4 separate regions of the Mus musculus genome follow, and regions 2, 3 and 4 are each linked to region 1. The links are chromatin contacts, called in public HiChIP or PLAC-seq maps. All regions are on one chromosome and are shown on one strand. Each heading gives the region's core, a stretch centred on a gene start, on an enhancer-like site or on the middle of the called end of the contact. The rest is flanking DNA. Distances are from core to core; before and after follow the strand shown. Region 1 has its middle 5.6 kb from the start of Gm40242. Region 2 overlaps Gm2164 (predicted gene 2164). Region 3 holds the start of 4933407E24Rik (RIKEN cDNA 4933407E24 gene). Region 4 overlaps Gm2164 (predicted gene 2164).

Evidence for each region. HiChIP or PLAC-seq counts read pairs in DNA pulled down with a chosen protein or histone mark.
Region 2: a contact with region 1 is called in an H3K4me3 HiChIP or PLAC-seq map of embryonic forebrain, with 5 times the contacts expected there. The contact joins two enhancer-like sites. A contact is called at or near these places in 1 of 484 Hi-C or Micro-C datasets (cerebral cortex), 8 of 115 datasets of contacts at active chromatin or transcription factors (astrocytes, embryonic basal ganglia, embryonic forebrain and 5 more) and 1 of 9 other capture datasets (embryonic stem cells).
Region 3: an H3K4me3 HiChIP or PLAC-seq map of embryonic forebrain shows a contact between it and region 1, with 4 times the contacts expected there. The contact joins the promoter of 4933407E24Rik here to the enhancer-like site in region 1. A contact is called at or near these places in 1 of 39 promoter capture datasets (neural stem cells), 1 of 484 Hi-C or Micro-C datasets (cerebral cortex), 11 of 115 datasets of contacts at active chromatin or transcription factors (craniofacial prominence, embryonic basal ganglia, embryonic forebrain and 7 more) and 1 of 9 other capture datasets (embryonic stem cells).
Region 4: an H3K4me3 HiChIP or PLAC-seq map of stem cell-derived neural progenitor cells shows a contact between it and region 1, with 13 read pairs. The contact joins two enhancer-like sites. A contact is called at or near these places in 1 of 39 promoter capture datasets (cranial neural crest), 8 of 115 datasets of contacts at active chromatin or transcription factors (embryonic basal ganglia, embryonic forebrain, embryonic midbrain and 4 more) and 3 of 9 other capture datasets (embryonic stem cells, embryonic tail and embryonic trunk).

What each region holds. Positions count from the first base shown.
Region 1 is chr4:124,274,292-124,281,644 of GRCm38.p6, forward strand. No RefSeq gene overlaps it. Among named protein-coding and RNA genes, the nearest start is that of Gm40242, 5.6 kb to the left of the region's middle. Within about 2 kb of position 2,775, at least 51 of the 459 cell types and tissues checked have an H3K27ac peak or open chromatin away from gene starts, as enhancers often do. A contact at or near this core is called in embryonic forebrain, forebrain, neural progenitor cells and 2 more, where this site is marked.
Region 2 is chr4:124,590,653-124,598,256 of GRCm38.p6, forward strand. The region is part of intron 1 of Gm2164 (predicted gene 2164); the gene reads right to left. Among named protein-coding and RNA genes, the nearest start is that of 4933407E24Rik, 25 kb to the left of the region's middle. Within about 2 kb of position 2,754, at least 13 of the 459 cell types and tissues checked have an H3K27ac peak or open chromatin away from gene starts, as enhancers often do. A contact at or near this core is called in embryonic forebrain, where this site is marked.
Region 3 is chr4:124,564,594-124,571,584 of GRCm38.p6, forward strand. It overlaps 4933407E24Rik (RIKEN cDNA 4933407E24 gene), which reads left to right and starts at 4,586. Exons shown (of 3, transcript NR_045819.1): 1 at 4,586-4,700; 2 at 6,420-6,704. The region is part of intron 1 of Gm2164 (predicted gene 2164); the gene reads right to left.
Region 4 is chr4:124,620,830-124,627,784 of GRCm38.p6, forward strand. All of the region lies in intron 1 of Gm2164 (predicted gene 2164), which reads right to left. Among named protein-coding and RNA genes, the nearest start is that of Gm2164, 33 kb to the right of the region's middle. Within about 2 kb of position 3,397, at least 46 of the 459 cell types and tissues checked have an H3K27ac peak or open chromatin away from gene starts, as enhancers often do. A contact at or near this core is called in forebrain and stem cell-derived neural progenitor cells, where this site is marked.

The DNA.
Region 1 (7,353 bases), core at 1,525-4,024:
CTGTGCCTGTCACATGCATCCTTCTCCTTAGTGAGCTTACCTGCAGTTTGTGTACTGTCCCTGGAGAAATGTTTACACACACTCTCTGAGTTTTACATTGCTTATCTGTTCCTTGTTGCACTGTTGCACTAGAAGGTTATTTATATAATTTGGGTTTTTTTTTATTTATTTTTAATTATTCACTTTACATCTTAATCACTCCCACTCCCCATCAGCCCATCAATCCTCCCCCCCCATCCTCCCTCCCCTTCTCCTCTGAGAGGGTAGAGATTCCCCTGGCTATCCCCCAACTTTGACACATCAAGTCTCTGCAGGGAAAGGTGCATCTTCTCCCACTGAGGCCAGACAAGGCAGCCCAGCTAGGAGTACATATCCAAATAGACAGGCAACAAAAACTGTTTATTTCTAATCTTCTATGAATGTGTGTGGGACCATGTAAATGTATGCCACCTGTGTGGGGTGTTCATGAAGCTGGAGTTACAGGCAGTTGCGTGCCACCTTGTGTGAGTGGTTAAGAACCAAACTCAGGGCCCCTGTGAGACCAGGGCATGCTTTTCATCACTGAGCCATCTCTCGAGCCCTTATTTCAACTGTTCTTACTAGAAATGTGGTTTGCAAATAATTCTGTTTGCTCTGCCAGTTGTCCTTTGCTTTCTGATTGAGTCCTTCAAAGCTCACAAAATTTAAAATCTTGGTCAAATTCAATGTATATGTTTTTGTCATGTGGTTTATACCCTTTTGATGTCACAGCACAGAAGCCACTATCTAACCCAAGGTCATGGAGGTCAGATCTGTTTTGTTCTGAGAGTTTTTAGTTTGGCTATGATTGCGCTTCTCTTTGAGACGGCCTCTCTCACAGTGTGAGTTAGGGTCTCTGTTCATCCTCTCGCTGTTGGTACCCAGCTGTATCAGAATCACTTATGGAAAAGTTTCTCTTTCTCCTGTGTACCCTTGCCAAAATTCAATTGGTTCCTGTATGTTTTGAAAGGATGATGGTTTTAGGAGCCAGAGAGATGACTCATCAGTTAAAGCTCCGTAGTTAAAAGCCTGCTCCTGTAGAGGACCCAGGTTTAGTTCCCAGAACCCACATGGGGTGGTTCACGATGGTCTGTGACTCCAGCTCTGGCCCCTGAAGGCACTCACACACACATTTGGTACAAATATATACATATACATATACATATACATATACGTATACATATACGTATATGTATATGTATATGTATGTGTGTGTATATATATATATATATATGCATACACAAATAATCAAATAATTTTTTTTAAAAAGCGAATGTTCTACATCTGATTGTGGATTAATTTGTTAGGATCAAAATATCCTCTGGCTTTCTATGCCTATTTTACAGCACAGACCCCAACACAGAACCGGCGGACGGTGAGCATCCACTATAGTCAGATTAACAAGCCTAGGAGACAGCTATATTCTGAGACCCACGTATTCAGGGAGTCCTGTGAGAGGGAAAAAAAAAGAACTTTCCCTTCTGGCCCCTGCTCTTCAAATGACCCTATTGAGCATGGCTCTTTCTGTCGACCTCATTTCTGACTCATCTTGTAGTTGTGGTTCTGTGCTTGCCTCCTAGGGACTCCACACACAGATAAGCCTCGACTTCTCTTTACACTGGAGGAATTTGCTCGGAAGCTCTGGTCCCAATCCTGTGCATGGATAGTCGGTGCTGCGGGCCGGGGTGGATGACTCTCTGCAGGCTATTGGGGTGGCTTTTATATCTAACCACCTGTGCACAGAGGCGTTTTCCAGTATTTTTAAACCTTGCCTTGACAAGGCAATACATGGACATTAAAGACTCCCATTCTCCGGAAAAAGTGTTTTCATTTCTACTTGGTCCTTTTGGTCCTTTCTTCCTTCCTTTCTTCCTTCCTTCCTTCCTTCCTTCCTTCCTTCCTTCCTTCCTTCCTTCCTTTCTTTCTTTCTTTCTTTCTTTCTTTCTTTCTTTCTTTCTTTCTTTCTTTCTTTCTCTCTTTCTTTTTTTTCAAGACAGGGTTTCTCTGTGTAGCCCTGGCTGTCCTGGAACTCACTCTGTAGACCAGGCTGGCCTCGAACTCAGAAATCAGCCTGCCTCTGCCTCCCAAGTGCTAGGATTAAAGGCATATGCCACCACCCACGCCCGGCCCTACTTGGTCCTTTCCCATCCTTTGGCAAATTTGGGTGTTTCTTGGTCTGGCTGCTACAGTGAAGATAGAATTTTATGGCTTGATTTTTTTTTCTTTTTCTTTCTTCCTTTCCTTTTTTAAAAAACTTTATTGTTATAAACATCTTCTATGTCTCCATGATCCTCATATGTGTAATATGCCTTCTCGTTAAACATTTAGGACCCCCCCCCCCGCCACTCCCATCCCTTTACTCCCTAGCATTTAAGAACTAGACTTTAGGAAACAAAAACTGAACAAGCTGTGCCCCAGTCTCCAGATTGACAGTGCTCGCCCAGGCATTCCCTGCAAAGCTGGAGACACAGTAGCTGTGGGCTGGATGGATCCCAAACGCTGGGAGACTGGATATAAAATGATTAAAAAGTATGCATGAGAAGCCGCCGCAACCCTGGTGTCCCCAGAAAGTAAGAGATGAAGCAATATGCGTGTGGCACTTAAATTCTTCCAACTTCCAGCAACATAATCAGTTAACGAATCATGAGACTCCAAGCCACATGGAAACAAAGGCAGAAGAGAGAGCAAACTAGAGACAGAATAGGAGAGGCGGGAACGTTGAGCCAGGGGCGTTCCCATGGGGAGGGGAATCTTGCCAACAATGTTGCTTGGTATCTTTAATGCTTTGAAGAAAAGCCTGCTCTGCATAGAAGTTTTCACTGAGCATCTACAGGCAACTTGCGTCGAGAATTTCCAGCCCACCCCATGGGCAGAACACTGGACTAGATCCCGAAGAAACCCGGGCAGAAGAAAGAGGACGGGCCTCTGCTCCGAGGGCAGGCTTCTGTAAGGCCAGGGGAGCCGGAACACCCATGGCGGTCTCCTCGCAGGGTCTTGCAGACAGCTGGGGTAGCCAGCCAGCAAGCATTGTCCCCGCACAATTAAACAAGAATGCCCCACGTGACGGTTCCACTGTGAAAGTTTTCAAATAGTGTTTGGAATGTTTACATAATTGTTCAAAAGAGCCTTTTTCAATGTACCTGTTTACACTCTTCCCTTTGGAAATTCAGCAATCAGGCCATGGAGGACTCTCAGCCTCCACTTGCCGCCCTTGATTGCCGAGGAAGGAAAGAAAGGCCCGTCAGTGAATCGCTGGGAAAACATGCCCTAACAAACGCCCTGTAATGAGGGGCTCCGCTTTTGCAGGCGTAGCAGTGGCGGGGGGCGGGGGGAGGCAGGGGAGCCGGGGTGCAGAGCTGGGGGCCGCGAGCGCGCGGTGTAGCCCGTTTTTGTTGTGTGGCTCCCGGCTGGAGGGAGCGCCCCGACCCCGGTGCCTTTGTGTGCAAATTTCCCACCGGGGCCAAGCAACTTTCCACAATTTAATTAAGTGGCTTTAGAGTCCGGAGTTGGCCTAACAAGCTCCCGTTCATGAATGAAAGATTTGTCCCCCAGCAGCGGGGGCCCCCGGTGGAGACAAAGTGGGCAGCAGGGACCGCTGGCTCCGGCCGCCGGGAGCGAGCGGGTGGGGAAGCGGCTGCGGGGGGGCTGGCGGCGGTCCTTCTGGGACGCGTCTCACCTAGCTCGCGGCAAATATGCCATCCATATGCCCAGGATCACAACCGAATCAGCTCCATCAGGCCTGGCAAAGAGGCATTTAAATTGCTAATATTGTGCCGGGGAGCGTTGACAGCCTTGCCAAGGATCAGCTCTGTAGGATCCACAGAGACAAACCTGGGGTGGGGAGGGAGGACTCAGAAAGAGCCCAGCCGCAGTGAGAAATACGAAAACACAGGAGCCTACAGCCGTGGGGGATCCTTGGTAGCGAAATGTCAGGAGAAAGGGAGGAAGAGAGGAGCCCACCGTGGGGTCTTGGAACTGGTGGACCACTGGGACCCCTTTCTCATCCATTATTTCTGGTGCGTGGCCAGCTGGAGTTTCCCCCAAGGGTTCTCTGCAACTGAGCTTAGAGTTAGGATAAAGGGAAAGTAGGCAGAAACAGACAGACAGATGGACGGATGGATGTAGGGAAGGAAGAGAGACGTAGGGAGGAAGGGGAGAGGAAGGGAGGGAGGGAGGGAGAGAGGGAGGGAGGGAGAGGGAGAGAGAGAGAGAGAGAGAGAGAGAGAGAGAGAGAGAGAGAGAGAGAGAGAGAGAGAGAGAGAGAGAGAGAGAGAGAGAGAGAGAGAGAGAGAGAGAGAGAGAGAGAGAGAGAGAGAGAGAGAGAGAGAGAGAGAGAGAGAGATTGAAAGGGATGGCTGCTGGGAGGTACTTTTCAGTATTCCTTGCCCTGCTTGTCCTGGTGCGTTTGTCGGTTTGGGATAACGGTCCTTTGTAGCCACTCCCCAGCAGAGGGTTCACTGAGTGTTTTTCTCTGCCTGTATTTTTAGAAAAAATTATGATGACAGTTGTTAGGTCTCAGGCAGGCAGCACATTCCATTACAAAGTTAGCGTGGAATCAGTATGTAAATAAACCTTTCTAACTGGCAGCTATTTTTGAAGGCAGAACGCACCTGATGTTACAGGCTTGTTCCAGTTCACTTTAAATACTGCTCTGCCCTCTGAGCCTGCCAGGGCGCCCCCAGTCAGAGCCGCATGCTCGCATGCTCGCTCGCTCTTCTCTGCACTTGATCTTTGCATCCTCTGTGTCCTCAGACCTCCTCAGTCATTTAAAAATCAGATTGACAAGGCCTGCTCCAGGCTGGGAGTGTTCGCTTCCCTTCGGCATGGTCATTTTTCAGACTACTGGCTGCTGGGGGCAGGAAGGACAGTAGAATCCTTGACAATCTGTGGAAGGAATTAAAGGAAAGAGAAAAAAGCCCAAGAGGCTGAGATCAGCTTTGAATCAGAATTTCAGACGGACACTGCCAGAGCACACTGGAGTCAATGGTGAGACTGGGAAAGGTCAGTGCGAAGCAACCAGGGAGGCCAGGGAGCAGCTACCACTGCAGAGCAAGGTAAAGAAACAGGTTTGAAGGTGCTCCCGAGCCAGCAACACTCGAAGACAGAGGTCTCTACACAGTCCCTTGTCAATAATGATAGGTTTAAAAAACATTTTTTATTTGAGAATTTCATGCATAAGTACACTCGATTTTGCCAAACCCCATCTCCCTCCAACTCTTCCCATGATCCCTCAATACTCTCTCAAATTCATAATGTCTTCTTTCAAAATTTATAAACACACACACACACACACACACACACACACACACACACACACACCTCCTGCGCCTAGTTAGTGTGGCCTGAATGTTCATATATGTAGGGCTGACCACTCCATCTCTCAGCAGTCATTGACTCTGCCTGTTCATCCCTAGACTCTTCTTCTAGGGGACACTTCTGAATTTCTCCTCCATTCATTTTGTCATGTCGCCTGAGATGTTCTCATGACACTCTGGGACAAGCAGCCATGTTTTTGAGAGTTCATGGATGGAACACCTTTGTCCGGATCTCACAGCAGACTCTAGGCCTCAGGCATTTACAATCTTCCCAGCCCCTCTTCCTAAACCTTCCCTGAGTGTTGGGGGGTTGAGTTATAAATGTCCCATGTGGGGCTAAGCATCTCCTGCTCACTGGTTCTCTGCATTGGGGCTAATTGTGGATCTCTCTAACAGGTTCTGTTGGCTGCAAAGAGAAGTTTCTTTGATGAGAAGTGAGAGCTGCCTATTTCTATGGATAAAAGGATAAGCGTTTAGAAGGTAGTTGCAGACTATATTAATTGAGCAACATGGTACAGGCAGGCTCTCCCCTAGGCCTGTGGCCTCTCAAACCTATGGATGTAGGTTCTTGGCTATGTTTACAGCATCAGGCTGAGCTCTCTCCAACTGAGCAGGTGTTAGGTCTAATCACACAGCTGTGGGCTTCTCCCAACTCACAGATGCCACTGTTGCACCCTGGGTTATCTTGCTGGTCCAGTCTTTGTTGTGGCTCTTAGGGTTTACAGCTGGGTAAGGCTGTTGATAACCTTTCGACCTTGAGGATTTGACTGGCGTCTTCTGACACTCTGATGGCTGGTCCTCGAGGGGGAGGCTTCCACGCCAGTACCAGCTGATTTCTCTGAGTCCTGTGACCAAAGTGTGCGATGTCTTCAGACATAGGGACTGTCTTTTATGATACAACAGGCAACCAAGAATATGGTGATGATACATATTATTCTTGGGGGGGGGGTCTCTTTGACCATTAAAAAAACAAACAAACTAGCTGTGTCTGTGCATACCTACTTTAAAACAAATAACTCTAGAATATTCTATGTCCAGGTATGGACAATGTCAGGAAGCATAGTAAAGCTGTGTGTGTGTATGTGTGTGTGTGTGTGTGTGTGTGTGTGTGTGTGTGTGTGTGTGTGTGTGTGTTGGGTGTGAGTATAAGAGATATTCAATAGGGTGATGTTCTACTTATGTCACAGTCCATAATTGAGGGAAGTCAGGGCAGGAAGGCAAGCAGTGCCTTAAAGCAGATCTATGGAGGAAGCTAGCTTACTAGCCACTCCCAGGCCTATGCTTGCCTATCTTTCTTATAAAGCCCAGAACCACCTGCCTAGGAATGGTGCCACCCACAGTGGGCTAGGCCCTTCTTCATCATCAAAACAACCCCCCACCCCCCCCAGACATGCCCACAGACCATTCTGATCTGGGCAATCCTTCAATTAAGACTCCCTTCCAGTTGGCTCTAGGCAAGTCAAGTTGACCGATAAAGCCAACTATTAATCTTAGGGTCTGAAGGTCAATTTTCTAAGCATTCCTACATACGACATGTACTGCTTCATGTGTTGTTAGGTCCTCTAGCAGTTCTGATGTCTCTCTGCATAACTGAGCTGAGATCTACTTTCCATCACTTGTGCCCATGGTCTAATATTCCAGATCAAGGCTTCCTGTCTCACAGTCTAGTTCTCAAGACAGGTAGTATCTTGCTTGGAGGCATTTCTTCTCCAGACTAAATATTCTCGGTCTTCTATAATCAAAGCCTCTCCCTTCAGCAGTCACCATTGGGAACTTTTGCTTCTATCATGGTTTTACTACTGATGTGTGTCAGAAGGGAGCCAGGATCCTTTGAGACACCTTAGTATGGTCTAACCTCAGAAACATCCCTCTCTAGGAAAAGATGTTTCTAGGGTGGCATTTTAGCATCCCCAATGCACAGAACCCTGTCTTTCATTGTATTAAGGATGGTCAGGGGAGCTAGAAGTTTGACCTGCTCTCTCTGGACCCAGAAGACAAGAGTGGATCTGTGGGGTGAAGG
Region 2 (7,604 bases), core at 1,504-4,003, 320 kb after region 1:
ACAGCGCACAATTACTTGTAACTCAAGCCTAGCTGATCCAAGGCCCTCTATTAGATCCTGTAGACACTAGCACTCATACACAAACCTGCACACAAACACACACACATCTATCCACACATATACACATACTTTAAGGGAGGGCTAAAAAGGCAGGGGGAAATAATAAACACAGAGAGAAAAGCTGTAGCTTTAATTTAATGCCCCAGGAGCCGGTATGGCTCTGGAGTGAGTCCCTGAGAGTGAGGCTTCGCGGAGGCCTGCACGGCAGCAGCCCGAGGCCCAGTGTCTTCAAGAGAGTTGAGAGAACAGAAGGATGAGAGGGAGAAAATGGGGGAGGGGTGGTGGAAGGAAGAACAGAAAAAGAATATGGGATGAGGTCAGGAAAGAGGACGCCATGCCATGCAAAACCACCAAAGCGCCAGCCAGCAGGTCCTTCTCCAAGAGTCCCCAGCCATGGGAAACCAGAAGGAGGCTTCCTTCTCAGCAGAGCAAAGAATTGGCGGGGGGGGGGGGGGGGGGGGGGCAGGAAGCCTTAGCTCAAGGCAAGGATGAAGATACACACACCAAGAAATACACCCACAATGGGGAGGTCCTAGGAGGAGAATAAGAAGGGAAAACTGTGGTCAAGATATAATATATGAGAGCAGAATGAACAAACAAACAAAAACAAATAAGGTGGGGTTGGGGATTTAGCTCAGTGGTAAAGTGCTTGCCTAGCAAGCCCAAGGCCCTGGGTTCGGTCCTCAGCTCCGGAAAAAAGAAAAAAAAGAAAGAAAAAAAAAAAAAAAAAAAAAAAAAACAAATAAGGTAAAGAAATGCATCCACAAATGAGCCCAGACACAGACCTCAAGGACACATGCACAAGCATGGGGGGGCTCTGCAGATGTGTACAGACAGAGGCACTCTGACACAGATGTGCAGTAGCACATGACCAGATGGATGCCAACAGAAGGGCGTGGTCCACATCCACAGACACGGGCAGGTATCCCGTGCTTATGCAATGGACACTCTTACACAGGCAGGAAGAGCATAGAACCCACATTCCCGGACAGGTGTCCACAGACAGAAGAGTAATGCTCACACTAGATTAGTCACACTGGAAATGTGAGCAGAAGCATGCAGCTCAGAGGCAGAGTGATGCCGTAGCTTGCACAAGACCCCGGGTCCTGTCTCTGGTACAGCAAAGATTAACAAAATCAAACAGGCATGCAGACTCACTCTCACATACACCTCAACACAGGGGTGCTCAACTATATAACTCATGTATTCCTGAACTGATATGAACACACACACACACACACACACACACACACACACACACACACACACACATACAGGCTGGAGAGATGGCTCAGCAGTTAAGAGCACTGACTTCTTCCAGCAGTCCTGAGTTCCATTCTCAGAAACTCTATGGTGGCTCACAACCATCTGAAATGGGATCTGATGCCCTCTTCTGGTGTGTCTGAAGATAGCTATATATAAAATAAATAAAAACAAAACAAAACAAAAACACACACACATATACCCCTGTGTGAGAGCACATGCACCCAGACATGTCCTCTGACATACATGCTCACGGCATGTGCTGAAACACTGGCACTTCCCACGATAGCCTGCAACATAATCCTAGCCCAGCCTGGCTTTTGCCATCCCTGGAGACACTCTCCTCAAGTCAGGTCACCCCTTGGCTCACTCTTGCCAACTGCTAGCTTTGACTAACTCCCTAGTACACAGCCGCCCACCTGCGTCTGCCCACTGGCCCAGGGCCCAGGCCCTAGTTGCCAATTCAACCAAATTTCACACCCAACAGTGGAGCAGAGCCAGTGGGCTTGTTGTGGCCCGCTTGGTTCAACAACATGGGGTGGCTCAGGGGAGCTGGTATCCTGTAGCAGCAGAGAGAACAGCCCCATGCGTGGGCAGGCCTGCCCTGAGAGGTCTCTGTTGCTGCCTCTCCAAGCCACCCACACTCTCCTGCCTTAGGCAGCCTCACCTCTGAATGGGACAATATGGATGCCCCCGCTGACATGCTCAATTGATACATCCCCTCCCAGATGACAAAAGCCTTTCCCTAACCCCCCCCCCTTGTTTACTTATTACAGCTACCCTCCTGCATCAGCTTTATACCAGGAAGCTGTGCTCCAAGCCAAATAACTCAGTCACAGCAGTAGACAGGCTCTTGCTCCAACTGTATCTTTCACGGCCAATAAGTATGTAGCCTGTAACCTGCCAGGGTGCAAGGACTTGGCCACTGCAGACATCACTAATCCATCCCCGTCACAATTGACAAGCATGGTCAAAGGTGCCACCGTCAGAGAAACCGTAATGCCATCTTCAATCCTGTTTCCATCCAAGTCCTCCCCAGTCCCATGACTCGGAGCGAAGGGAGAGGGACAAGACAGTCACTGCTATCACTCCACTCACAGAGGAAGAAACTATGTGGAGTCTGAGAGCCAAGAGCAAAACAAGGCTTCCTGAAGACAAGGCCCTACCATGACCATCACTCAGGTAGCACCATCCTGAGTGTCTGGGAGTCAGGTGGTGAAGAGAGCAAGCTCCTCCCAACAGAAAGGGACAGAGCCTTCCACTAATTGGTTCAAGTACTTCTTTTGACCCTAATTAGTTATTTGTCATGTCTCCATTTGCATACCAGAAAGAGGCAAATTTGCATATTTGTAAATGAGACTGGGCCTAGATGTGGGTTCTGGAAGAGCCTGGCAGTTGCTGGCAGGCCTGGGAGGCAGCTGGCTCTTGCCACTAAGGCTTGGGAAGGGGAGATCTGGAAGACAGCTCCTTGGCTACAGGCTGAAAGGTGCTCTAAGAGGGGGTTGGGGGGTCAGACAGGACAGCCTTTCTCCACTCCCTCCCTACCCTGGAGCTAAATTGAGTGCTGGGCAGCAGTGGGGATGGGGGAGCCCAATACTGCTATTTTGATTAGATGGGAGAAGGAGGGGGAATATAAAGTGATTTCAGGACGTTCTGTGCTAAAAACCTTCTGTTCGCATCCTTGGATAGAACCTGTATCGCTTACAGGGGGTGGGGCCCCCCTCCTTGGTGGGCCCCCCTCCCTCCTCTCCATCCCCAGAGAGGAAAATGTTCAGGAGAGGTGGAGGTCAGAAAGCATACCCCGATGGCTTCTCACCCCCCTTCTCCCTCTTGAACTCTTACTCTGACACCCTCTGCCTCTCTCCTGGGCTCTTACTTTGACACCTACAGTCGATCTACTTGCACACACACACACACACATGCACGCACGCACACACAGGCACGTGCCTCAGCCTTCTCCCCCACCCCACCCCACCCCCGTACTGAAACACTCAACTCCTCCAGAATCATAGAGGTACACACGCAACTCAACTGGAGAGGCACATTCGCACATGCAAACATTCCCAGGCTTTCCTCAACACACACATTCACGCCCTTACACATACAGACACACACGCAAACACTTGAACATAGATGTAGGCATACAGACTCACTTAAGCTGTGCATAAATATTTACACACAAGACATACTCATGCGAGCACATCCTTGCTAGGACCAAATTTCTTGGAAATTTCTGGAGATTCTGACCCCTCTCTGCCAGGGCATCTGGTGCCTCTTTGGGGGAAGAGACAAAGAGACTAGGGAACATCCCTTTTTGTTATTGTTATTTTCTTTCTAGTTTTTTTTTTTTTTAACCGTTTCAAGGTCTCACATAGCCAGGGTGATCCTAAACTCACTATGTGGCTGAGATTACCTTGAACTTCTGCTCTTCCTACCTCTACCCCCCTCCCACTTGCTGGCATCACAGGTATGTCCCACTGTATCTAGTAGATAGAAAGGGAATCGGTGTGTCCCCCAGAAATAAGACTTCAGATCAGCATCCGGACCAGCTCTTCCTGAGAAAGCCAATGACCAGTAAATACCCTCGGCTCTTTGACCTCAATCCTGGAACAGAAAGGGGGGCAGGCAGGGATGGAAATGGGAGAAGCTAAGGTAGACTGATAGTACCTGGCCCAAGCATCATCGACTTGTGATTTCCTTGTCAACCTCAGAGGCCAGCGTGACCTAAAGGGATGTGAGCTGCTGCATCTTCAAGCATAGGGACACTGTGATTCTCAACGCAAAGGACCATCCACTGGCTTCTGGGGTCTGAGATCCGGGCAGTAGGCTCTGGGGCCTGGAGACACAGGGTCAGGACCCAGAGCCGCTGCCACTGTCCCCATTCCTGGGCACCACCTCTCCAAAGCCTTATCTCAAAGGCAAGCTAAATAGCTCTGTATTTGTAAATTAAATATAGCCGTACTTCAGCTTTCCAAAGAGCCGGGAAGGAGAGAAGGAGAAAGAAAGAGAGGAAGGGAAGAAAAGCTGCCGCCCTCAGGAAAGTCTGGCTGGTACAGATTGCCTGAGTCATGAATATTCATCTGGCGAATGAGGAGAGCGGGAGTTTGCATAACAGCTCCACCCACCCAACTGAAAGAAATGTCACCGCCTTTGCCAATAAAGTGCCAAAGGAAGCTGGTAGAGGCTGCCAGCCAGACGGTGCCAAACTGCTGACTTCCACTCCTAGTCGTGGAGAACGTACATTGTTTCCGGCCCAAGGAGCGCCACTCGGGGCTGAGGAATGGAGCTGGCTCCTGGGAAAGAACCAGGAAGCAAAGTTGAAAGTGGCACAAGCCACCCACAAGAAACCTAACGGCAAGAGAGGCCGCAGCCTGACTGTTTTTGGCTACCATCAAGGACCCTGGTGGGCCAGCATCCCAGCTTGCCTCAGCTGACAGTATCAGGGTATGGACTGCCTTAAAGAAACCTCAAAAGGGGTCTTCTCGAGTCTCTTGAGTCTTTGAGGGCTGGAAGGCAAGGAGATAGGACAAGTGTCACTTGGAGAAAGCGCACCCACCTTCTGTAGAAGGTTATATTCCAACTGTCAGGAATTTGTCTTTCTCCAGGTTCACAGTCATTTCCAGGGAGATATCTTTTTTCCTCACACCCATCCTTAAGACAGGAAGTTTCCCTGTCCTCTGACTGCTCCAGTCCCGAAAGGGACCTGGTTCCCAGAAGCTGTGCTTCCATGCTGACTGTGAGATTCCAGCCCAGGACAGGACTCAAATGACAATCCTCAAACCATTTCAATGGAACTGCTACTTCTATCCATCCCATCCTCACTCCTGCATCAGATCGGAGCCTCTACAGAGTCTCTGAATGGCGCTGGTTAAGTCTCCTGGGTCAAGAGCGTCCATCTCAGCCTGGCAGTTCAGTGTGGACCCACTGAGATCAAAGTCGGTCTCCTACCCCTAGATTCCCTCTTGAGAAGGCTAGGAGAGAAAATGCCACTCTGCGGGGCACCATCTGAGTGGCACCTCTGGGTGTCATTGCAAACACACTGCCCACTTGCCTGTCTGGCACAGCTGGCTCCCGACAGTGATCACCTGAACGAACAGGAAAACCGGAGCTCTGTACTCAGAGCTTTTCTCGGGGTACAGAAAAGCAAGTAGGACAGTGGGCGTTGCCAGCTGCTGCTCCCACAGTGTGGAATTTAGGCTGTGGATTCGGGGCTGGGTAAGGATATACACACGTGCACACCTTCACAGACTGCTCAGTTCGAGCATCTGAGGACTCTTAGGTAGAACACATAAAGACACACAAGCCAAGAGGGGGAGGCTGCAGGATCTGAGGGGAGAGTACCCACTCTGAGAAACCAGGAAGGCCCCTCCTAGGGCTCACGGGACCCCTGAGGCTTGTGCTAACACAAACCCAGAACTTAAGCTCGCTCAGCTGAGATTTGTCTCCGCTGTGCTTGGGGCTCCCAGGAGCCCGGATCCTTTACTGCTTCTGCCACAGTGAAAACATCTGCGGTAGGGTGCAGAGGCCTTCAGAGAACAGACCTAGAGTCTGCCTCTTTGCCATGTACCCACCCTGACCCCAAAACAGCCCCAAATCCTGTCACCTTCTCTAGCCCATTCATCCTACTAAAGATACACTGTTAAATTCAAAGATTTCTGCAAATGTGTGGAGAATTCTAAAATCCACACTGAACAAATTTCTTCCCCGAGGGACTACTCAGGGCCTTTACTGTTTACACACGGGCCAGTCTGTGAATTTGACATTTCACGGACCCAGAATCCTTTTCTGTGGAACACTTCAAGAAACTAAGATTCATGGGGTTAATTTTTTAGGAAAGTGTTTCCACAGATTAAAACATCTAATCCCCCAGCCTCCGCTCTTCTCCTAAGTGGGCCTCTCACCAGCCTGCGCCTTCCCTCAAGGTGAGTTCTGCCTGTGTGCATAACACTCCTCTTGCTCTGCTTCCCAAGAGTCCAGAACAACCTCCACCCTCCTCCTGCCAGGGCCCCCTATGTTCCCACTCACTCAAAATGTTGTCTTTGACCCAAGCTTTCTCCTTGAAAGTCTTCCCAGCAAAACATGATAGCCTCTTTGTCTTGCTCTACTCCTAAGTCCTGCATTTGAACCCACAAACAGATTTCTTGTGCTCAGTGCTGCAGACGGTAGGGCTCCCATTTGCCTTCCCTGGATACTCAGATGGGGGATTCTGTGGGCACTCCAATGTCTGTGCACTGACTGCTATGCTACCTATGGTCAGGCTTTTTTCAGGATGTCAACCAATGTGAATGTGCTTTACGATCTTATCAGCTCAGACTCCTGAGCTCATCCCATGAGCTGCACTTATCCTGAGCTCCTGGCTAGATGCTTCTTGACACCAAGCTTGGGGTCTATGTCTACGTGGATGGAGAGCTGGCTCCACCAGCCATCCTTGCTCTAACTCAGGCATCGCTTCTTCCACGCCTTCTTGGGCCATCTTCCAAGCCCATGCTCCAGCCCAGGCAGGGCCATGAGGTTCAGTTCCCCACCAGTTCCCTTCTGCTGGTATTGTCCCCCTGGACTGACTATTGAGAGAAAGACTTGAGGCTTCTTCCAGGCTCAGCAGAATGGCTGGTGATGTCTGCCGGAGCCTGCAGAGAGACAAGCGGCACACATGCCTGTTACTGACATCCTAAATCAGGGCTCCATCACTTTCCAGTCTGCAGTCCTGTAACTGAAATCCTCTATACTACATGTGACAGTGGCCAGACCGCTCTCTCCTCCATCAAAACCACTCTCCACGGTCACTAACAGCCTCCCGTTGGTCGAGTCCTGCATTCCTTCCCCACCTTCATGACTTTGCACTATTACATATGGCTGACTTTAAAAAATGTACTCTGTGACACCATGGCTCTCACTTGTCCCCACCCATGTCTTCCTCCCCCAGCTCTAGAGCAAACTTTGTCCTCAGAGAGACAGCCACCTCCGCCCCGTGGGAGGCAGCCATTGCCACCACCACACGCCCTGGCGCCTCCACTTTCCTCCACAGTTCACACTCTCGGGCTCGCCATCCACGCACAACCCTTCGGGCCTTGCTTGTCATGCCTTTATCCACAGGAGCTGAACCATAGAGTGCTCGGCCTTCTAGTTAACACTTATCTTCCTTCCCAAGAGAAAGGAGTTTATCATTTGTCCTGGTTGAAAACCATGATTCATCTTCATTATAAAGCTCAAAATCAAACCAACGCTCAAAAGTATGAAAAAGAAAGTGAAAAATCCCATCACCCAGATATAACTCCTAGCAT
Region 3 (6,991 bases), core at 3,336-5,835, 290 kb after region 1:
TCCATGGGTTCTGCTTCAAGTTGATGAACTGTCACTGGTGTGTGAGATAAAATGAACCCTTTTGTCCCCAAGTTGCTTTTAGCCATAGTGATTCCTCACAGCAACAGAAAGTCCCTAGAACTGCACCTAAGACCAGGGACAGACCTTTGAGTACTTTGCAGCCACAAAGGAAAGCATTATCCTAAGCTGAGGTAAGGAGACTAGCCTTCATCAGCCAGTATTAGCTGCTGGCTATTCCAGGAGAGGCCATCACTTGAGTGGAGGTATCTGCCTGCTGTTTCCCGGTCTCCATGGAGGGATGTGGCTGGGCACACCCAGCAACTGACATTCTCAGCAGCTGAAGATAGAGGTAGCATCCCCTGGAGAGGAAGGCAGGCATAAGAACACAACCCCTTCTGGAGGTGAGCCCAAGGCACTTGAACTGAACTAGAGAGGCTCCCTGTGAAGGGAGGAAGAAGAGCTTCCAGGCAAAGGGAACAGCGAGAGCAAAGAGAGGCTCCAGTGTGAGAATAAGCAAAGCCACCGCCAGCAGAACACACGGAAACTGAGATAAGAGATGAAGCAACATCAAGCTGAGAAATGTGGGTTTTCCCGGAGGCAACAGGGACTACTGAAGAGTTCTAAGTAAGGCAGAGACTGGTAAGCCATCTGTTTCAAAAGATTTCCTCTGACAGTAAGGTGGAAGGTAGACCAGCGAGGTATGACCAGAGGATCTAAGTTAGCCCCTTGCTCCTGCCCACCAGCTGAGCCCCGCATCCTCTTCTCCATGGACAGTCAGGTTATATTGCAGTCTCGTCCATGTTACTGGCTTGGTGGCTGGCTGTGCTGCAGTTGCTACATAGTGCATGGTATCTTGAAAGGTCCTTGCACCATTTGCATACACAGGACAGCTATAGCCTTTAATAGGAAGAAAGTGAAGGTCAACTGCTGCCTAGGTGACCTAGGGTGTCAACCCAAATGTCTGTGTCCCAGGTATCAGGATCCCCAACCAAACCGTGACAAATCAAAACATAGCAGCCTTTCTCTGTTGAGAATTCTGTTTTCTCTGGAAACCCTTTACCCTGATCCTGGATTACAGCTGTTTTTCCACCCTCCAGCTGTAGGAGAAATTCTTTGTTGTTGTTGTTGTTTGTTTGCCAGGAAACCCTCCCATTTCCACAGCTCACTATAGAATTAGTGATGAGGGGCTAAAGAGATGGCTCAGCAGTTGAGAGCACTGGTTGCCCTTCCAGAGGGATCTGGGTTCGATTCCCAGCACTGGCATGGTGGCTCAATTGTCTATAACTCCAGTCCTAGGAAATCTAACACCTTCTTCCAGCCTCCATGTTCACTGTACACACGTGGTACACAGATATAAATGCAGGCGAAACACCCACACAAATAAAGGAACAACTTTTAATTTTTAAAAAGTAGTGTTGGATCACCCCAGCCTTTCATTGTCTTTGGCCCCAGCCACATCATCTAATTCTAGAGACTCTGTCGTCACTACCTCCTCCGAGCCTCTCAAATATCAGAGAGGTTGCCTACCAGCAAATCCGCGTCCACCAGTATCCCACCCTACTTCACCACTGCTAAAAGTTTTAACAAGCCACTCAGAGGCCATTAGAGCCTCCACCCACCACTAGAGACGGGTTCTCTCTCGTTACCAACAGGCCGGTGGATAATCCAGCTCTAGATTCCCATTTTAGAGTCTGTTTCCTAGGAACCACTCCCAGCACCAACTGTAGTAGTAGGTCAGGTTCCCTAGAAATAGATCAAAGATGGAGATTTGCATGCAGAGGATTTACTGGAGAGTGAGAGCAGGGACATTAGTCAAAAGGAAAGAAAGCCGGACTGGGCTGAGTGAATCCTTGAACCCTGTGCATATGCATCGCAGACGGCAATCCCTTGGAAAGTTCTAGAACAGGTATGACACTTTAGAGATAGACCGAAATTAGGTGATAGTAAACAGTCGGTGAGTCGGAACCGCCTCCAGGGAGGAACATAAACTCTAGGAGAGGCGGTTCCATTTATCAAAAGGCCGTTCTGGCAGAGAGACCATTGGATGCTATGGGCAACCAATGCTACCTATCCCTGAGAACTAAACCATAGCAACCTCCTCGAGCCACATTAGGGAACTCAAGAGGAGAATGGTGGTTGGTATTGTTCCTGAGGTCAAGTGCTCCACTGGGCTGGTCTACAGGGAGTCCCACGAGGCTATGGAAGTGGGGTGTTCATTCAGTGATGTAGTGGGAGGAGTTTCATGCAAGAGCTATAGGAGGAGGAGAAGCAGGAGGGAAGATGAGCCTCTGGGTCATTCTAATTCTCCAGAATGAGTGGCTACTCAAGGAAACAGTGCCTAAGATAAGTTGTCTTTTAGAAGCACAGCTTTGCCAGGCATGGTAGAGGCACACACCTCTAATGTCGGCACTCAAGAGGCAAAAGCTGGAAGATCTCTGTGAGTTCGAAGCCAGCCTGGTGGTCTATGTAGTGAGTTCCAAACCAGCCAGGACTACAAAGGGAGACCCTGTCTCAAAACAAAGAGAGTCTACATCTTTGAACACTGCTTGTATTTGCACTGCTTGCATATGTGATAATGTATACAGACACATGTACACACACACACACACACACACACACACAGAGAGAGAGAGAGAGAGAGAGAGAGAGAGAGAGAGAGAGAGAGAGAGAGAGATGCACACAGTTTTCCCAGAGCAAGAACTCCAGCTATCTGCTGCTAATAAGCAGATCTCTGTCTGAAACCACGTCTTCCTGCTCACCTGTTGACCACGAGTGCACCAGCTGGAGTCCGAGCTCCACGTTCAAGTCTATGCAGACTCCTGGGAGCAAGAGTGATGTCACCAACAGCAACCAACCTTCACTGAGCACCAGCTAGCTACATTTACAAGTTTGCTCATTCCTCCTTCTAACCCATGAGACAGGTGCCTCTATTTACCCATTTCCCAGAGAAGGAAGCAAAGGTTCCAAGGAGCTAGACCTGTCTGTGGTTTGTGCAACTGGTTGGTGTCAGAACTGGAACCAAGATTCCAGTTAGGGTGGTGATTGAGGCAAATAAGGACACTGAGGATTGAACCAGCAGCTGACACAGTGGCACATGCCTTTAGACCCAGCACTCAGGAGGATATCTGAATTTGAGGTCAGCTTGGTCTACAAAGCAAATGCCAGAATAGGCAAGGCTGTTATACAGAGAACCCTGTCTTTAAAAAAAAAAACAGAGAGAGAGAGACAGAGAGAGACACAGAGGCACAGAGACAGAGAGAGACAGAGACACAGAGAGACATAGAGAGAATATTGAACTGGCTCATTCGTTCATTCATTCATTCATTCAGGAAACATTTATGGAGGACCTACTGTCCCAAGCACTTGAGAAACCTCATGCAGCTGTAGCCACAAACAGCCGTTCCCTCGTGTAACTCCCTATAGAGCGGGAAAGAAAAAGAAATAATGAATATAATATGTCAATACTCATTTGTATATTTTAAGTGTATAATGGATTCTCTGGTCTGCCCCAGTTCCCCACTTTGGAACTGAGACTCCTCTCCCTTGTTATGGGAGTGTTGATGGATGGCCATTCAGCAGTCTCTCTGCAAAACTGCTCTGAAAAGGGAGCTGCTTCACCTACGGCTACTCCCTTCCCTAGGAGAGCCTTCATCCCATGTCTGCTCAGTAGAGAATCACAAATGTCCATGCCCTGTCTTAATGCCTGGCCACTTTGAAAGCTCCCCTGGATCCCAGGTCCCTGGACATCAGCTCCAGCCTTTGCTGTGACTGCATCAGATGGCAGCCCTTCCTCTGTCCTGGGCTGCTTCCTTCACAGGTCTGAGAGCCTTTCCCAGTACACTCCCTCCAAGGGAAATTCTCTACCACAGTCTCTTTCTCTGTGTGTTCAACCTGCTTTGGGAAGGGTATCTTCTAGGGGAGGGAGAGGACGGCAAGAAAAGAAGCAAAAATCAGCAGAGGAAGAAGGATCAGAGGGCAGGGCCCCAAAAGGCAGCAGGCTGTGAAATCAAAGAAGATACTTGAGACAACCTCATTAAGAAGTGATATTTGAGCAAAGACTTGAAGGTGGTTGTAAGGGAGTTACCCACGTGGAAACTAGGTGAGATGGGATGACACAGAACAGTGCACATAAGAACTTGCTGGCCACTATAAGGTCCTCTGGAGGACCTGGTCTGAAATGAACCCTCCCCAGACTTCTATAGAGACCAAGAGCAGAAGCAGAGCCATCTGCCTGGAAGTCACTGCAGAGAGCCAGCTGAGGAGGATGTACCAGGGTGGCAGTGACCGGTGACAAAGGGGGCTCAGAGGTACGCTTTTAAAGTGCAGCCAGCATGTTTGGCCAACGACTGGGTGCAGGAAGTGAAGAGAACACAGGACCCAAGAATAACCATGACCTTTTCTTGTCCTGAGATGGAAGGTCTCACCAAGACCTCAGACAAGGAAAAACCCACTGGAGAAGGTTCAGAGGAGACCTGATGTGAACGCTGTTGTAGTTGAAATTGACAGTCACACCCATAGCACAGGATGGCTACCCAGCTGAGGCACAAAGGCTAGAGTTCCAAATGGGAATGACAGTTGGGGGTCAGGAGGACAGTGGAAGTGGGCACAGGGACCCAGCTCTATATTTCCATCCCATGCTGTCCCAAGACTCACAACAAGTTCCTGTGACCTCTCAAACTATGCGAGGGGCCGGCAAACACGTGAGCAGAGAAGGTTCTGTGTGAAAAGTGTCCAAGTGGACATTTGTGACTGAGATGAGGGCTCAAATGCTATGTCCCTGCATATGGAGGTGGGGTGTGTGTGTGCCTGTCTGTCTGTCTGTCTTTCTGTCCATATGTCCATAAAGATCCAGCACCTTGCAATGTAAATACGGAGATGATGCCAGCCCAGAGCCTGGTACCTAGAGGTCTCCCATTGTTATGGAATGTGTAGAGTAAGCAATTAGCTGCTGTTGGCATTTAAAACATCAACAAACGCTCCTTGCCTGCCCTGAACCACACGGGTCCCCTTAAAGCCTTGTACAAATGACTCTTGAACATGAAGGTGCCTGCAACTCCCAAGTGCCCGGCTCTTCCCTGCTGTGTCTGGCCAAGTGGGGGAACTCCTGTCACTGCTCAGGAGGGCGGAGAGTTAACTCTCCTTTTGCCATTAAACATAATCAGGGAGAAATCTGTGTGAAGCTTGGCGCTCTGGCCGGTAAGTGATTCCCCCAGAACAACAGATAAAAGCCCGGCACTAAAGTGCAGCCAGAAACGATGTGTAATTGCCATGAAAGAATCTTTGAATCTACACGCTGCTTTTAACTTGGGAGGCTTAAATTACAATTAATAGTTCCCTTGTAGAAGGGGGGGAATGCAGAAGTGGGGGTGGGGGAATAGAGGAATTCAAGGCCCTTGAGCTCAGAGCCCCAGGCTCCATCTAAGCGCTTCAGTGTTGGGGGGTGGCTAAATAGTAGAGAGAGAGGAGAAAACTAAAAGTATAGCTTTCTTGGGGTCTCAGGAACCCTGATCGGTTATATTTCTTACAAGCTCTAAACATACTGCTTTCTGAAGAAGCTCCTGGGTACTTCTGAGTGGTGGAGCCCCTCCCAACAGTATCCTGCAATGTTGCAAATAGCCAGAACCCACTGCCCCCATTTTGCAGATGGGGAAACTAAGGAGACCCCCCCTGGAGTATAGCTAGTCTACCTGCAATTTCCCAAACTAGAAATGTTCTGGGAGCTCTTTCCTCCCACGATATCCTAGGGTAAACATGTTCAGAGATGGAAGGGTGTCTGTCTGCTTCCATATCATAGTATGAACTCAGCCCACTTGCTTGCTGGCCGGTCCTTTTTTTAAGCACCTAACCAATGAGCCAGATTTGGGGTTGGGGGTGTGTAGCTCAGTGATAAGGCACGTGCCTAACATCTGTAAGGGCCTAGATTCCAACACCAATACTACAAAAATATAATGAAAATAAAAGAGGATAGTAAGTACCAGGTAGTGATACATGCCTTTAATCCCAGCACTCAAGAGGCAGAGGCAGGCAGATCTCTTGAGTTCAAGGCCAGTCTTGTCTACTACAGAGTGAGTCCCAGGACAGCCAGGGCTACGAAGATAAATCCTGTCTCAAACACAGCCCACCAATAAAAGATGACAATAAGAATAATTTGCTGAGCCATACAGCCCTTCCCCTGCCCCAACACCCTCCTCCCAAGGCCTATTGTGCTCCCCTGAGGAAACCTTCAATGTCATCCTCAGACCTGGATCAATCCCCGATATCTTTGTCTGACTCAGTCTAGGTGTCCCCTTCTGTACTTTATCCCCTCCCCACCCCCTCTCTCTATTAACCCATTAGGCCCAAGGCTGTAGACAGCTTCCATGGAGGAGCTGCAGTTAGGCACAATCAGGGGCCAATGCTCTCCTTTATCTGTCCTCCAGGAACAGAGGGGTCTGGTCTTCCTAAGACACCACCAACACTGTGAGAAGGGGCCCAGAGGAGCGGCCACACCATTCCCGGAGCTTGCCGAGAGACTCCGACACTGGTGTCAGTGGGAATTCTGAAGCTCCCGGCACATGAGCTCATGCGTGGCCGAGTGCCCAGCCCTGTGCTTCACGGCTTTGGAATGTGTTTTCTAGGCTGGCCTGCCTTGCTCCCCCCATCTCACCACAGCAAGGGCTGCTGTCTGCTCTCGGCTCTTCAAAGCCAGGCAAATTCCAGAAAGGGTTTGTTTTTATTCTAATACTTACCAAGTCTTGGGTGTGTAGTGTGTGTGTGTGTGTGTGTGTGTGTGTGTGTGTGTGTGTGTGCACTCGAGTGAGCACATGCATGCTTGCACACACATAAGCAGTATGCATACAAGCACTCAGGTCTTGCCCAAGGGGCAAAGCCCCTGTGTATGTGCATGGCTGAACCTGTGTGCACCTGTCTCCAGGCATGAGTAGACACCATGGGCATATCTGTGTGTGCTTGTGTATGTAGTGCGTGTATTCTGTGCATGAGTAGTTTTAAA
Region 4 (6,955 bases), core at 2,147-4,646, 350 kb after region 1:
ACTGACTATAGAGAGTTAAACACACACATACACACACACACAAACACACATTTTAGACAGACATAGGAATACACACTGATGTATACAAACACATATAGGCATACACAGAAACAAATCTCAGTCCCTACAGACACACTCAATGACCCACAGAGGTGTTTGCACATGAGATGTCGTGATATATACAAGCGAACATGAATATATATAAATACATTCATGTATATGTGTGTGTGTGTGTATGTCACTGCACATAGGCAACATTAAAGTACAGATATAGACATGCATCCATACACACATATCCAGCACCAAATACACAAAGTTATAGACATGTACATGAGCACGCCAAGATGTAAACCATACACATACACACACAAGCATGCACAACTGAAACATACACAAATAAAACCAGAGTCCTATGCACACACACCCAGGCCACCACCCAGGCCCAGGCAGACATCTCACATGCTACCTGTTATAGCTACATGCTACATGTTATGCTCATATAAACACAGGCACACATGTATTCACACAAGGACACATGCATGTCCAGAGCCACACAGAAGCAGCCTGCACCCTGGTCTGTATGCACCGAGGCATTGCATGCACCCAGACTCCCAAGACATGTTAGCAAATGACGTGGGTCAAACGGATCTGTCTGCTGGGGGCGGGGAGGCCTGTCTGAGGTACCTCGGGGCGCTCACATTTTTGCAGCTCAGGAAGGCAGCTGACATACCAGCCTGGCTGTGATGGTATTTTGCATAAATGCTAATGTATTAATTACCATGTACAGTACACAGAGCTGCCATTTAAAAGAAAAAGTTAAGACTCTTTAATTCAAAAGCCCCATGTGGGTGGGGGTAGGGCTCTGGCCTGCGTAGGGAGTGGGAGCAGCCAGGGCAGCCACGCCCATGCCCGCTGGCACGGCTGTCCAGCCCCTGCCTGTGGCTTCCGGCCAATCCTCTGCTCCTAGATCCTAGATGCTCTCTGGGGCCCTGGACAACTAGGACCCCTGGCCTGGAAGAGACAGGGAAAAGGTCTCGGCAGCTAGAGGAGTGATGCCTAGCCAGGGCAGGCAGGCAGGCCCTGAGCCAAAGGTGCCCATGCATTGAAGCCCTCCCTCCATTTGATCCCTTCCAGCACAGCAGTGAACCAGACTGATTCTGCCCAGGCTCAAACCTCTCAAAGACTTCCCAGGGCTCTTGGCACACAGTTCACACTGGCGGGACCAGGTGTCACACACCTGCCAGTCCAGCTAGGACGATCACTTGGGCTCAGGAGTTCGAAACCAGCTCAACATACCAAAACTGGCTCAAATGAATGAAATAAAAGTTAAGAAGAGGGGCTGGTGAGATGGCTCAGTGGGTAAGAGCACCCGACTGCTCTTCCGAAGGTCCGGAGTTCAAATCCCAGCAACCACATGGTGGCTCACAACCATCCGTAACGAGATCTGACTCCCTCTTCTGGAGTGTCTGAAGACAGCTACAGTGTACTTACATATAATAAATAAATCTTTAAAAAAAAAAAAAAAAAAGTTAAGAAGAAAGTTTGCATGCCCTAAAAACACCTGTAAAGGTCCACACAACCTGGCTTCTCTCCCACTTCCCAGTGTTCTCTCTCCTACTGCACCCTAGCCCCTTGCACTGGCTAGCTCTTCCCTAAGCATCTCAAGATGGTAACTCATCAGCCAATCCCTGGGCCCATGTGACACAGTACCACGAGACCTGCCTTCCCCTGAGCACCTGAGGAAGGCCCTCTCTGGTCTCTCCTTGATACTAGAAATTTGATTTTGACTTATTTACCCATTTATGTCCCTGTAAAGCAGTCTGTTGTTTCTGCATTCTGGTGATAGTTTTTGGTTTTGTTTGTGTCTCCTCAGTCTGTCACAGCGTGCTTCGGGAAGCTAGGACCTTGCCAACCTTGAGTCACCACCGTGTTGCAGGCTAAAGGCCAGGGTCCGCCTAGCACTCTGTGCTGTTCTGTGTCATGGTCCAGGGTTGTGGGATAAAGCATGCTGGGAAAACATTCTACCACTGAGTTACATTGCCAGCCAGGGCCTGGCACTTTGTAAGCATGGTTAAAAGAATGGACGAGCTTGGTATGAAAAAGATGTTATTGGGATCCAGCCTGAACCCTGGAGCCAAGTGTGCATTACTGTTCTCTCCACCTCAGGCAAGACCACCCTGACTATCCAACCTCTGGGGTGAGGGGGATATGTTGCTGGTCAGAAAACTAAGGCCCAAAATAAAGAAGGCATAACAACCAACTTTATATCATATCCTGGAGCCCAGTGTCCAGACTTCCTGAGCCTGCCCCAGCTAGCCTCCCCTAATGGGCTAGACAGGCAGCTAAACTAGCCCAGAGACCCCTAGCCCCATACTTCTGAGGTACTCTGTCCTGACCATCCTCGCCCTTGGGAGATAAGGAGTTATTTCGTAAGGCATTATGTCAGAAGTTGAGGCATAGTCTTAAGTGAGTTACCGGAGTCCCCAAATCATCCAAGGACTCTGGATTCAAGTCTGTGGCCCATCTCTAGGCTTCCTCTGAGCACACACACCTTCTCCCAACCAGCCCTTGAGGATATTCTCGGCAGCTAGAGTATTACAATGTCAGGAGCGCCAAATATGTCCCACACACCTCTCCCATCTTCCTGAAGAAGAAGAAGAAAAAAAAAAGCCAAGGTGGGCCTGGTAAGCAGGCCAGGATAGAAGCTGATGAAGCTGGCTGGCTCATGCCCCAAGCTCTGGGTGGGGTCATCAGCTCCACCTTCACCCTCACTGACACACCTGCCCAGTCACCAGCAAATGCCATTCCACACCCGGAGTCTCTCTCTCCCATGGAAAGGCCCATTCTCCTTCCCATGCTCTCGCTGCTGCCCTAGTCCAAGCCGGATGGCTGCCAGTTCCTATCTAAACCATCACGACAATTTTCACCTGGCAGCTCAGACCCGATTCCTCCCCCACCCCCCGCAGCTCTTCCTGGCACTGCCCCTGTGATAGTTTGTAAAGGTGAATCACTGATAAGAGTGTACACTGCCCATGTTCAAATCCTGGCCCTGTGTGACTTTCAGCAAGTCACCTTAATTCTCTGCACTTCAAATGAAAAATCTTTAAAATAGCAGCCCCCTAGTAGGGTTTCTGTGAAGAAGAGATGTGTGGAGCACCCAAGCCAGTCCCGGAAGCTGAAGAGGCACCCCGTGTAAGAGGCACCTCCTATTGTTTTTATGACTGATCTCTGTCTTTCTACTCCACAAAATTACAAACTCTGAGAGGATTGGGCCTGCAGCAGGCGGGCTGCTTGGCTCTTCTGTGCCTTTAACTTGGCTCCTGTCTGCCTACAGCCTTTGTTCTGTCTTCCCCAGTCCTGATGGGTGCCAACCCTCCAGGGGGGAAGGGCATGCCCTCAGCAGGAAGTGCTGTCAAAGGCAGAGTTCCAGGCAGCAGAAGGAGAAAGCTGTTCCCTGCTGTACCCTCCAGAGCCCCAAGTTCCTGGGAGCCCCCACATGGCCAAAGCCTCCCTTTGTCCTGAAGGTCAGGAGCAGAGGGCCAGCTGTGGGGGAGTTCCGCTGCCTTGCTCCGGACAGCAGCCCAGATGTGCGTGTTTGTACAGCCGAGCCCAGGCTCTGAAGGGGCCTTGTTGGGTGCTCTGAAAGGGGGGCTTGTGAAGCTCCCATCAGCCTCCAGGACAGCGAGCAGGAATGCAGCCCGCAGGAAGCCCTTCCTAGTAAGCCTGCCAAGTGCCCTTCTCACTGAGGATTCGGGAACGCTGGTGCAAACAGGTTGAGATTGCCAAATGCGGAAACTGCAGGCCTGGTTTCTGACCTGGGTCCAGGTTCCCCTTCTGCAAAAGGCAGAGAGGCCCAAGCCTCAACATAATCACACAGTGATCCTGATTAAGAATCTCCGAGTCAGGACCAGGGTGTGGCCACTCCAGCCTGTGATCCCAGTACTCTAAGGACTGAAGCAGGAGGATGACAAATTCGAGGCCAGCCTGGGTCACAAACAAAACAGACAGAAGCAGGGGTTTGAGGGAGATGGTACTGTGTTTGCCATGCGACCACAGGATGTGAGTTCAATCACGTGAAAAGTCAGCTATGCTGGCACACACTTGTAATCTCAGCCCTGGGAAGGACAGGCAGACAGAAGGGTCCTTGGGGCTCTCTAGTCAGCCTAATCAGTGAACCCCAGATCCCAGCGAAAGACTTTGCCTCGAAAAAATAAGGTGGACAGAGCCTAAGGAATAAAATCTAAAGTCACCCTCTGGTCTCCATTACCCATGCACATGTGCACACACACACACATATAAAGGGTGAATAAATGAATACAGGGTCATATCCATGCACATATGTGCACACACACAAATTAAATGGTGAATAAGTGAATATGGGGTCTTATACATGCACATATGAATGCGCACGTGCACACATACACACAATTAAATGATGAATACATGAATACAGGTATTCCGTATCCAGACAGAATTTTTATCTGTGAAGCTGTTTTTCACCTGCCAATGGGGGTGATAACTCCTTCCTCCTGAGCTTATCCTAGAGAGGAAATGACATCATGGGCAGAAGAGACCAGGAACACACTGACACACAGTTGGTGTTCAATAGCACTTCATGTTCTTTCTCCCTCAAACTCCCTAGGCTCCTAACAGGCATGGGGCCTGAGACTGTTGGTGTTGAGCACAGATGTCCTCCACCCACTGTCCCAGAAGAAGAGCTGCTGCTGAAAGCCCCCACCCCAGGCACAGTGACACACAGCTCCATACCCCTGCGTGCTAAACCAATTACTTCACGTCCCGGCAAAAGAGGCTCTCTCCCTATATCTGTACACCCTAGTCCCTGTAGATGACTGACCATGTGCCCCACACTTCAAGTTGGAGTCAACCTTGAGCTTTAGTGCAAAGCAGACTATGATGCAGGCTAAGGAGATGACCCTTGTGCATTTGCATGACCCCGGCCACCTACCTAGGAGCCAGAGCTGGGACCCACAGTAAGGGAGAGGGGGGGTATAAATGCTGTTCCTGAGAGCCCCACACAGTCTGCTTAATGATAGACAGAGGCAGCAGAGCAAGAAATAGGACAGTGAGATTTAGGCCAGGCCTCCACCAGCCTCTTCCAAAGCACTTGGCTGTGGATACCAGAGGAAAATTCTAAGCTATAATGGAAAGAGGATCCTCTCCCCACCCACTTTCTATAAGTTAGCAGGACCTGTGCCCCAGTTGCCAAATCTTCCCAAGATCCGAACAATGCACTAGACATGTGTCTTCCAGCTGTAAGGTTAGGATGTCCAGTGAGGTGGCCCTGTCCTCTGTAGCCAGTATCTCTAGTACTCAGGCATGACACCCACAGGAAGCAGGAGTGAGTAGAGATTATCAGCCTCCAAGCATCACGGAGCTGGGTTTCCGACGATCCTCTTCTGATCAGACCCATAGCATCATCTCAAACCCAGCCCCACCCGGTACGGAGCCCCACAGCTGGAGTCTGCCCCTGTCCTGTTTGGGGCCTATTTGGACTTCATTCCCTCGCCCTTGTTATTGTCTGAGGGAGCCTGGTTCCTTGCAGGACAGTAATGCAATGTGGCATCCCATTAGCAAGAGCCTGCCCTTTGTACCCACCTCCCTCCCCCAACCCCCACACGCATCAACGCTTTGTTGAATCACCGGGGGAGTAGTGCACGTCACATCTGTTTCAGGGTCTAGGAACAATGTGAGCAACACACACCGGTCACCCATCAAAGGTGACAAGACACCAACCACCCATCAGCCCGGCCATCTCTGACAAGCACTGCTGTCACAGGGGCCAGCTCCCAGTTTGTTCATTGGAAAAGAGAGGGATTCTGGAACTCAAATGGGAACAGCAAGGGGCGAGCAGGCAGCAGGGGAATTGCACAGGGAGGGGCAGGGGGCAGCAGGAATGGAAAGTGGGGGGGCTGATGCTCTGGCAATCATCCAAGTGAGGGCTGGCCAGCTGAGAGCCTCCAGCTGATGGATCCTACAGAGTCGTTTACCTGCTCATACTCCCTCCCCCGTAAGTGTGCCAACCACAGCCACACAAGTGGATAGCCCAAGAGGATTCCAACCCAGTGTCCCAGTGCTAAGGCTGGAAAACAAGTCAACCAGAAAAGACTGGTAGTATTTAAAGTGGGATCAGTCCAGTTCAGACTGGTGCCAACTGGCAGCAACCAGATCTAATTCATTCAAGCTGGCTTCAGCCAAACCAAATCTGTTGGAGCCAGCTCCAACATACACAGCTGCCCAAGACTAGATCAAGCTGAACCAAACTGGCTGTGACCTGCTCAAATTACCTGGACCCATTAGCAATCCAGTTATTTACACACTTTCTCTGGTGTTGCTCTTGGCCATAGATGTCTTTACCTATGCCATCCTTTGAAAATGTACTCAATCCTTTTACTTCTAGACATCCCAAGTATGTATGTTCACACACACACACACACACACACACACACACACACACAAACACACCTCTGATAAAGCTTGGGCTTAGTTCTCTGCACTGCAGCTTCTCCTCTGTGTGAGTTTGAGGAAGGAACTTGGTCTCTATCAGTCTCAAATGTCAAAAACTCAGCTAATGAACGGGACCTGCTTCACAGAGGACAGTTTTCAAACCTAGACACAGATATAAATGCAGGCATATGGCTATAGATTGGGAGAGAAGGGGAGCGATGGCTGGCCTGCAATAACCACTCGATATGCAGACACTTTTAGATTAGTCCATGGCACAGAGTGACCTCCAGAGTCAGAAAATCAAAACTCAGGACTTCCCCTCCAAGCTGGGGAGGTGGCTCAATAAATAAAGTGATGGCCACACAAGTATGCAAGCATGAGGTACAGGGTTCAAATCCCCAAAACTCATGTAAAAGCAGAGCAGGCTCACCAGACCACTCTGGGGACAGAGCTAGGGATCTCTGGGGCAAGCTGGCATCTAGACTAGTTG